Linked DNA regions of Mus musculus: region 2 is linked to region 1. The links are chromatin contacts, called in public HiChIP or PLAC-seq maps. All regions are on one chromosome and are shown on one strand. The core of a region is the stretch at or near the end of the contact, and the rest is flanking DNA. Distances in the headings are between cores, read along the strand shown.

Region 1 (3,716 bases), core at 857-3,356:
TTAGCTAAGAAAATTGTTTACATATTTCTTTCCAGTTATTTATAAAGAATATCTAGGTACCACTTGAAAAAAAAAACGCATTGCTTGGTAAAAAAGGAGTATTAGGCTAAGTGTTTTCAAATGGGTGGCTCGCATATATCCAAAAGAAGTAATTTTTAGGATCGATTTTTAAAAGTTGTTAATTTCATCAGAACTCAATGAGAACTGGGCCACTCAGTGGGTGGTGGCACCTCCCACCAGCCCTGACAACCTGGGTCTGATCTCTGGAACCCAAGAGATGACAGGAGAGCACTGACTCCTGAAAGCTGTCCTCTGGCCTCCATACCTGTGCCATGGCACACATAACAATAAACAAAAGTATTAAAAAATATTTTTAAAAAGTAACGAGAATCCTGAGTCTCATCATATGCACCAACCCAGCTTCAACAGCTATCTGCTCTGCGAATGTGCGAGCACGCGTCTGACGGGACACTCACTCCTGCTGTGAGTACTGACCGTGTGCCTGGGCCCACAAGTGGAGGCAAAGAGTCACCGTGTAAGGAGCATAGCAGGTGGATCAGTGATACCCAGGCCCATGTAGGCTCCCAGGTGCAGGGACAGGAGGATTGATTGGGGGCATGGCAGGAAGTTTAGTGGATGACACTAACGTTGAAGGAAGTGGAACACAAGCAACGGGCCCCTCAGCATCAACAGCGTGCAGGATAAGTCCTGTGTCTGAAGTCTTCAGTTGTTGCATGGGTTGGTGTTCTACTGCAAACTGGTTTCTCACTCTTTGTGGTCAACAGTGTGGGAAGCTTTCGTGGGAAGTTGACTGCACTGGGCCTTCCTCATTACGGATGGATGAGGCAGGGCTGGCCCATCGTGACCCCGGTGGTCTACAGCATCCACCTGGGCTGCATACCTCCATCTGAGCATCCTGCTTGCTTGGCTCGCAGACCTTTATCTTAGATTACCCCCAACATTCAGAAGGCAGCAGGACCTCACAGAAGGAATTTTTCTTCTTGTGGGAAATCAGGTGTGGTGGTCCTAGGTCTCCTTCCATAGCAAAGCCGCTGGAGCTCAGTGGTGTGCACACAGCCTGGGGTAGGATCAGCAGGCCACACGTACCCAACTCACTTCAGGTAGTTAGTTCCCCACTGGGTCATGGTTATAGAGGAAGAGGCAAAGCCATACCATAATGCTATAACCAAATATATCACGTATCAGACAGTTTGGTGTCCTCTTCTGTCTCTGTTCCAATACAGTCTCTGTCTGAGTCTGTTATTTGTTGAGCTCCTGACTTAGTGTAGGGTACCATTCTAGACCAGCACAGTCCTGACCTCAGAGCATCTTCAGTTAGGGATGATAGAGAAGTGGTGTCGGAACAAATACGTGAGACTAAAGGGTTCTCACGGGCTGTGAAGAAGATAAAGTAGATAACAGGGTGTCGAGTGACCATAATTTCCATTAGATCTGGGAGCCTTGAAGAGGTGACATATGAGTTGATGTGTTCCTTAGTGAGACGGAGGCAGCCATGGACAGCCTGTGGACACAGTGTCTACGTCAAAGCTCAGGCAGGCTGAAAGGCCCGTCCTGTGAGTGAACTCAGCGGCAGCAGATGCTAGCCATTGAAGGGGTCAGGAGAGCTAAGGCTGGAGGGCCGTGCAGGTCCTAGGAACACAGACAGGGGGCCTGCCTTGATTCTGCCTATTATGCGGGTCAGAACAACAATCAAGGCAGAGACAACCTGGCTTGTGGTTTCAGTTGAAGAGCAGATTTCAGTTGTAGCTACACCAGAACATTACCTTGGGGACTTTAGTCTAAAGTATAGAAATGGTCCCCAGGATGATCTTCCTAGGGAATCTTTCCATCATTCTACCTCAGGCCTGTCAGACCAATAGGGATTGGAAACAATAAAAGGAAATTACTTGCCAAGATGAGAAGGGAGAAAGGAGCCCGAGGTCTCTTACAAATGAACTTGCCTACGCCTGAGCTCATTGAGGCAATGGCTTGCTCACTTGTTCCTGTGGATGTGAAGGTGGCCAGGGAGAGAAACCTTCCCACTGTCCTTGTCCTCGGTGCTTTCCCCCTCCCTGCCCAACATCCTGGCCTTGGCTTGAAGGTCACAGTACTTCCAGTCCCTGGCTGGAAGCCAGTGCCTCCCAAAGCACTGGGGCAGGCCTTCATTCCAGCCCTTTACCCACTTGGCTTGGCAGGGGCCCATATCTCTGACTTCTGTGTCTACTCTCAGGAAATAATGACAGTAAGAAGCCATTGTCATTTTAAAAGCACACATCAATTAAAAGAATACTGGAACTGCCCCACCCTGAAGTCCCTGTCATTTATAGAGCTTTGTTCTCCATTGTCTAGAAAAGATGCTGTGTGGGTCATTGAGGCCCCAAAGCCATCTGAGCCTGGACACCTAGGCTGTGCCCTTCCCAGGGTGTGAAGTCATTTGTAGCTGACACCCATGGGTGGGTGGGGCTTGGGTGTGGTGGCAGATTTGGAATTCTTGGGCTGTGAATGGCTCTGTGGTGATCTTCCTAGGCTCAGACAGCTCCAACACTTAGTGTTCAGGGCAGGTTTGAACCTATAGCTGACAGCTCCCCAGTTATACAAACCGGAGGCCTCTGCGCAGCGCCGCTGTATCCCAGTCCCTGCCACATTTTCCATCACAAGCCCTCTGATGCTTCATAAAGATGGACTCCTAAAGCCTTTAGTGCATCTTGCCTCATCTCTGCCTTGCTCCCTTTAGATTTGTTCTCAGCCCTTTAGTGGGTTGAAGAGTTTCAACACAAGACCTTGGGAACTGTCAACAGTCTGGTGATGCCCAGCTCCCAGACACTAGTGCTGCGAGTAGGTACCCTACCCCCTAAATCAGAGGACCATGAGGAACTTTCATAGTCCGTGTCCCATAAAGCTTTAAGCGGTCCTGAAGGAAGACACATTAGATAGCATCCTCACCCCATGGTCAAAATCCTTCAGAGGACCTTTGCGCCTCCCAGAGTGATGGCCACACTGAGTTCTAGAAAGTTCCAGACGATGCTGCTGGCAGGATGTTCATAGCTGCTCTTTGGAAGTGGGTTTAGAGTTCAGGCAGGTCAGGGAGGCACTGCTCGTTGCTGGCCCTGGAGGCCTGTGCTCAGGATCATGCTAGAAAGCTATGGACAAGGCCAGGACAGCTCAGGATCGTGCTAGAAAGCTATGGACAAGGCCAGGACAGAAAGATGCCCAGGGTTCATTCAGTCCCAGTTCCCAACTTGCCCTGGCTGTGGAATCTCTCAGGAAACCAAGTGGTCTGTTCTAAAAGGCAGGACCTCCTCTGTAAAGGTCTGGACAGAAAATATTTTAGGCCCAGTGGTCCATTCCATCTCTAATATATTCAGCCCTGCCATTGGAGTGTGGGAGTAACCATTGCTGATTTATGGCTCCTGAAATTTGAACTTCGTGTGATTTTCATTTGCCCTAATGTATTATTGTTCACTTTATTTTCTTTTCTCCATGCCCACCCCATCCCAGCCACTCAAAACTATGAAAGGCCATCTTTATTTTGCAGGTTATTATAAGACACAAAGCAGAGTAGATCTCCTGTCTTCTGCCCAAGGGGACAGAGTCCCACCTCCTTTGTAAGAACAGCTGTGGTGATCTAGCCCTAGCCTGGCGATGCTCCAGGCCCGGCTTGCCTCTCCTCTTGTATCCTAGCATCTAATGCACCCATCAGTGACTTTTCTGTGACA
Region 2 (3,869 bases), core at 371-2,870, 250 kb before region 1:
GTCAGATATAGGGCTAGGTGAGCGTGGTATCAGGTAGCATTTCCTCTGGATAGCTGTCCTTCCTAATATCTAATATCTGCTGTTTACAGTGAGGCAGAGGAGTATCTCATAATTTAAGATTTTTAAGCTACATTAACAGAGAGAAAGGCCCTAAATTCTACCAGTCTGCTCATCCATTGCATTGCCACGACCCCATTTAATAATGCATTGTGTTGTTTTTAAACTGATAAATTCAATAAAGGCAAATAGAATATGTCCTTTAAAGCAAGTTATTTTAAATTATTAATACTCATTTTATAGCCTATGTGGTGGCTCATGTCTCTTACCCAGCACTCAGGGGATTGAGGCAGAAGTTTTCTGAGTTCTAAGTCAGCTTAGGCTACATAAGTCAATTTCCAGTCAGTCTGGGCTATAGGGTGAGACTTGATTTCAAAGAAAGAAAAAAATTCATTTTGTGAATTTCTCAGCGCTTGGCTTGTTCCTTTTGCTAGTTTGTTGATTGGATTGCGTTGACTGGATTGGTTTTTTTTTTTTTCCCATTAAATTATATTAAAAAAATTAAGATTTAAAAAAAGATAAATTGAGGTTGTTGAACAGTTAACTATCTTTAATGAGCTGCTACATTTTATAATTTTTAACGAATGGGTTATTTTACTATTCCAGACATTCAGTTGTGTGTGGATAGCTTTACAGGCGTGCATTTGTTATATAAAACCACACATGTGCCAATGTGTAGACATGCCTTCTTCCCTCTCTCTCGTCAGTTCTGCTGCTTTTACAGTCCCCAGTTTTAAGAAAGAAAAAGCAGGGGCTAAGATGGAGCTTCAACTGTAAAAAGGGCCACAGAGCACACTGCTGCAGTGCCCTGCTGACCAGGAACAGTAGGCTGTACGTTCACCAAAGTAGCTTGGCTCGGCCTTGCCTTGACACCAGGGCCTCAGGGTCAGGGTGTGTGTGTGTGTGTGTGTGTGTGTGTGTGTGTGTGGCTTAGCGGGGGGGCCTTCTGGTGTGCTGGGGGAGGAAGGTAAACAGACTGGCTACCCCCCTGCTCACTGTCGTGTCTCCTGACTTAGATGTAGAGAAGAATAAAGGAGAGCTTAATGCTTTTGCTGGACTGCGATGAAGGTGCCTCACTCGGTCCCTGAATGTTTATAATGTGACCAGATTGCTGTGGGCTTTACAGCAGCATGTGTGCAATGCATGTTCTTCAAGGACTTTCCTCTGAGCCTTTCCTTGGGTCTGCTTTGAGTTTGAGAGGGTAGGAGGGGTTCACCATAAATCTGATCTGAGGAGAAATGGATGGCTTTCGGGAGTCCACTGTGGCCTGGTCCACAAGAAGCTCTTTCCTCTGATCCCGTTTTATTTCAGAAAAGGATTGGTTTATTTTTTGTTTGTTTGTTTGTTTGTTTTGTTTTGTTTTGTTTTTAAGCCAGCTAAATGGCAGAGAGAAATATAGGCTGTACTTTTTGTAATTTTTCTTGGTCACAGGCAGCCCACAGTTAAGAGCCTGGTGATGTAAGCTCGCAATCCAGGGGTTCTGGAGTCTCTGCCAGGCCAGGCTCTGGCTGCCCCGGGCTCCGCAGACACAGGCATGACCTGGATCTTTGTTTACTTCCTTTCCAAGTGCTGGGGACATTCAGTTCTAAGAAGGACTGTGTGCTTGCACAAACACTCCTGCCAGCCTCTCAGGCCTTGGTTCCCGCCTGTCTTGGAAAGCGCACCGTCCCTCAGGCAGGCCTTTACTCTTAGAGTGCACTCTGCAGGATTCTAGTCCAGGCTTGCAAGCTTCTCTCTGCCTCTGGTCTAGGCTGGAACCTCAGCTGCAGCTGCCATTACATCAGGCAGGGCTTGCTGCTCCGTAGTGTGGGCTTTTGGAAAGCAGGGCTTTCCCTATGCGCAGTGTTGACTTCCCCGGGTCTGAGGCAGAGCCTCCCTGTTGCTGGTGCGAGTGAGTTTCCAAATGATTCTTTTGTAGTTTCATGATTAAAACAAAAGCATTGGCTGTTGTCAGGATAATACTGCAAAAGCAAGCAGGAGTTTTTGTTTTGTTTTGTTTTGTTTTTTTAACCTTTCATCCTCTGTTGTGTTACTGGCATTATGAGTTTCATACTTCATCATGTTCCGTATGGTACTGTAAGCCTTAACTATTAGTGTGCATACAGCATGGGCACATAGGTACATAAAGTTACTACGAAGACAGGGATTCACTATCAGGATTTAATTTAAATTCTCTTTAGAGGAATAATAATCACACTTGGGGAAAGAAAAGAAATGCATTTATTTAGAGGATGCAGCAACCAGGAGTCATGAATGAGGAATTGAGACATACTTTGTCGGATGTGTTGCTCACAGAATCTGTTTTGGATCAGAAACCCTCCAACTTTTCCCCGTTTGGTATTGGAACTTGTGGCTCATTTATGAGTGTGGCGTTGCAGTGTTCACACTGCTGGGAACCTTGGAACTCGTTCTAGCTCAGCCTTCCGTTTGGACAGAGAAGCTGCAGTGGGCTCAAGAATGGCGGGATGCCTTGGGAGCAGAGTGGTCGGGATCAGAAGATACCACAACCCCCCCCCCCCCCCTTAACCGTTAGAAGGAAGGCTGGCTTGCTGTGCTTGGGGCTGTGGGCGTTGGGAATGAAGATGGAGCCTGGAGTACTAGATTGTGTTATTTACAAACCTCAGTGGAGCTGGGGCTCATGTTTACAGCTGTTAGGGCTCTTTCAAATGAAATTTATTATTTTAGTATTGTTGAAATAATTATAAATAAAATAGCACTGATCATAAAGAATGTTTGGAGGAGAAAAGGAAGAGTGACATTAAGTTAAAGGTGGTCCGTTTCCCTTTGAGTGCCAGTGTAGACAGGCAGCCATCCTAAAACATAAGTGTCATGTGAGGCTTGTGGCTTATCTTTCTCCACTGGAGATCTCTGAGGTCTTGCATGATATGGCAGTTAAACAATCTTTACATGGCTGTTCATTTTCTTTGCTAAACAGGACTTCTCAGGGCAGTTCTGACTCAAGAGAAATTCCATTATATCCTTCTGATGGCAGGCAATATAGAAGCCAGTGTGAAATCCCGAATCCAGGGGAGCCAGGCAGAGTGGGAGGGCCAGAGCCCACGAAACTGAAGTCCCGAGTTCACTCTGGTCAGGCATGCAAGCTGCACTTGAAAATTACTTGGTCACAGTTACCTCTGAGTTCTCCGGCAGCTTGAAATAGCCCCCTTGAGTTAGCAGTAAACTAAACTTTCAGGTTATCAAGGTCGTCTCCTCCACACCACCCCCCCCCCCATGATTGGGCAGATTATTCTTTAGGGAGGCAAAGCAAAATCAAGCAATGTTCAGAAGCCTGGAATGGGCCTTGCAGTTATGCAGAAGTACTTCTGGCATCAGCTACCTTGCAATAAAAACAAAACAGTATCTGTCCAGACTTGATGTACACCCTTTTAAAGCACCATCAAGAAAAGGCTGGGGAAAGCACGGTGTGATAATATAAAGAGAACAGTCCTCAGCAGGGTAATATGAAGCAAGCCACCGACCCGGAGCATGGACAGAGCTCAGAAACACACTGACAGAAATGTCTGAGGTGGTGGGATACGGCTCCTGGATCTGCTTCTGAGAGATCCTAGGAAGCTGGAGCTAACCATGGCAACAGACAGTAGGTCTGTGGTTGCCAGGGGTGGGGTGGGAGATGGCTGGTTGCAGTAAAGGCATACATGCATCTTGTGGGGAGAAATAAAATCCAGTGTGTTATTGTGGTGGTAGCTGCGCTGGCGTGTGTAACTACAGGCCTACAGTGTTTACTTTCTGTTTGTATGAATTATACCCCATAAAGCTGATCTAAAATGAAAGAAAGTTTAGAAATGGGATTT

What was found. HiChIP or PLAC-seq counts read pairs in DNA pulled down with a chosen protein or histone mark.
Region 2: an H3K27ac HiChIP or PLAC-seq map of heart atrium shows a contact between it and region 1, with 5 read pairs. The contact joins two enhancer-like sites. A contact is called at or near these places in 3 of 484 Hi-C or Micro-C datasets (bone marrow-derived macrophages, liver and nephron progenitors), 9 of 115 datasets of contacts at active chromatin or transcription factors (embryonic stem cells, fetal liver, fibro-adipogenic progenitors and 2 more) and 3 of 9 other capture datasets (adipose tissue, liver and pancreatic islet).

Annotation. Positions count from the first base shown.
Region 1 is chr10:41,996,476-42,000,191 of GRCm38.p6, reverse strand. The region is part of intron 4 of Armc2 (armadillo repeat containing 2); the gene reads left to right. Among named protein-coding and RNA genes, the nearest start is that of 1700016J18Rik, 20 kb to the left of the region's middle. Within about 2 kb of position 2,106, at least 30 of the 459 cell types and tissues checked have an H3K27ac peak or open chromatin away from gene starts, as enhancers often do. A contact at or near this core is called in heart atrium, where this site is marked.
Region 2 is chr10:42,249,207-42,253,075 of GRCm38.p6, reverse strand. All of the region lies in intron 2 of Foxo3 (forkhead box O3), which reads left to right. All of the region lies in intron 1 of Gm38485 (a long non-coding RNA gene), which reads left to right. Among named protein-coding and RNA genes, the nearest start is that of Gm38485, 24 kb to the left of the region's middle. Within about 2 kb of position 1,620, at least 124 of the 459 cell types and tissues checked have an H3K27ac peak or open chromatin away from gene starts, as enhancers often do. A contact at or near this core is called in heart atrium, where this site is marked.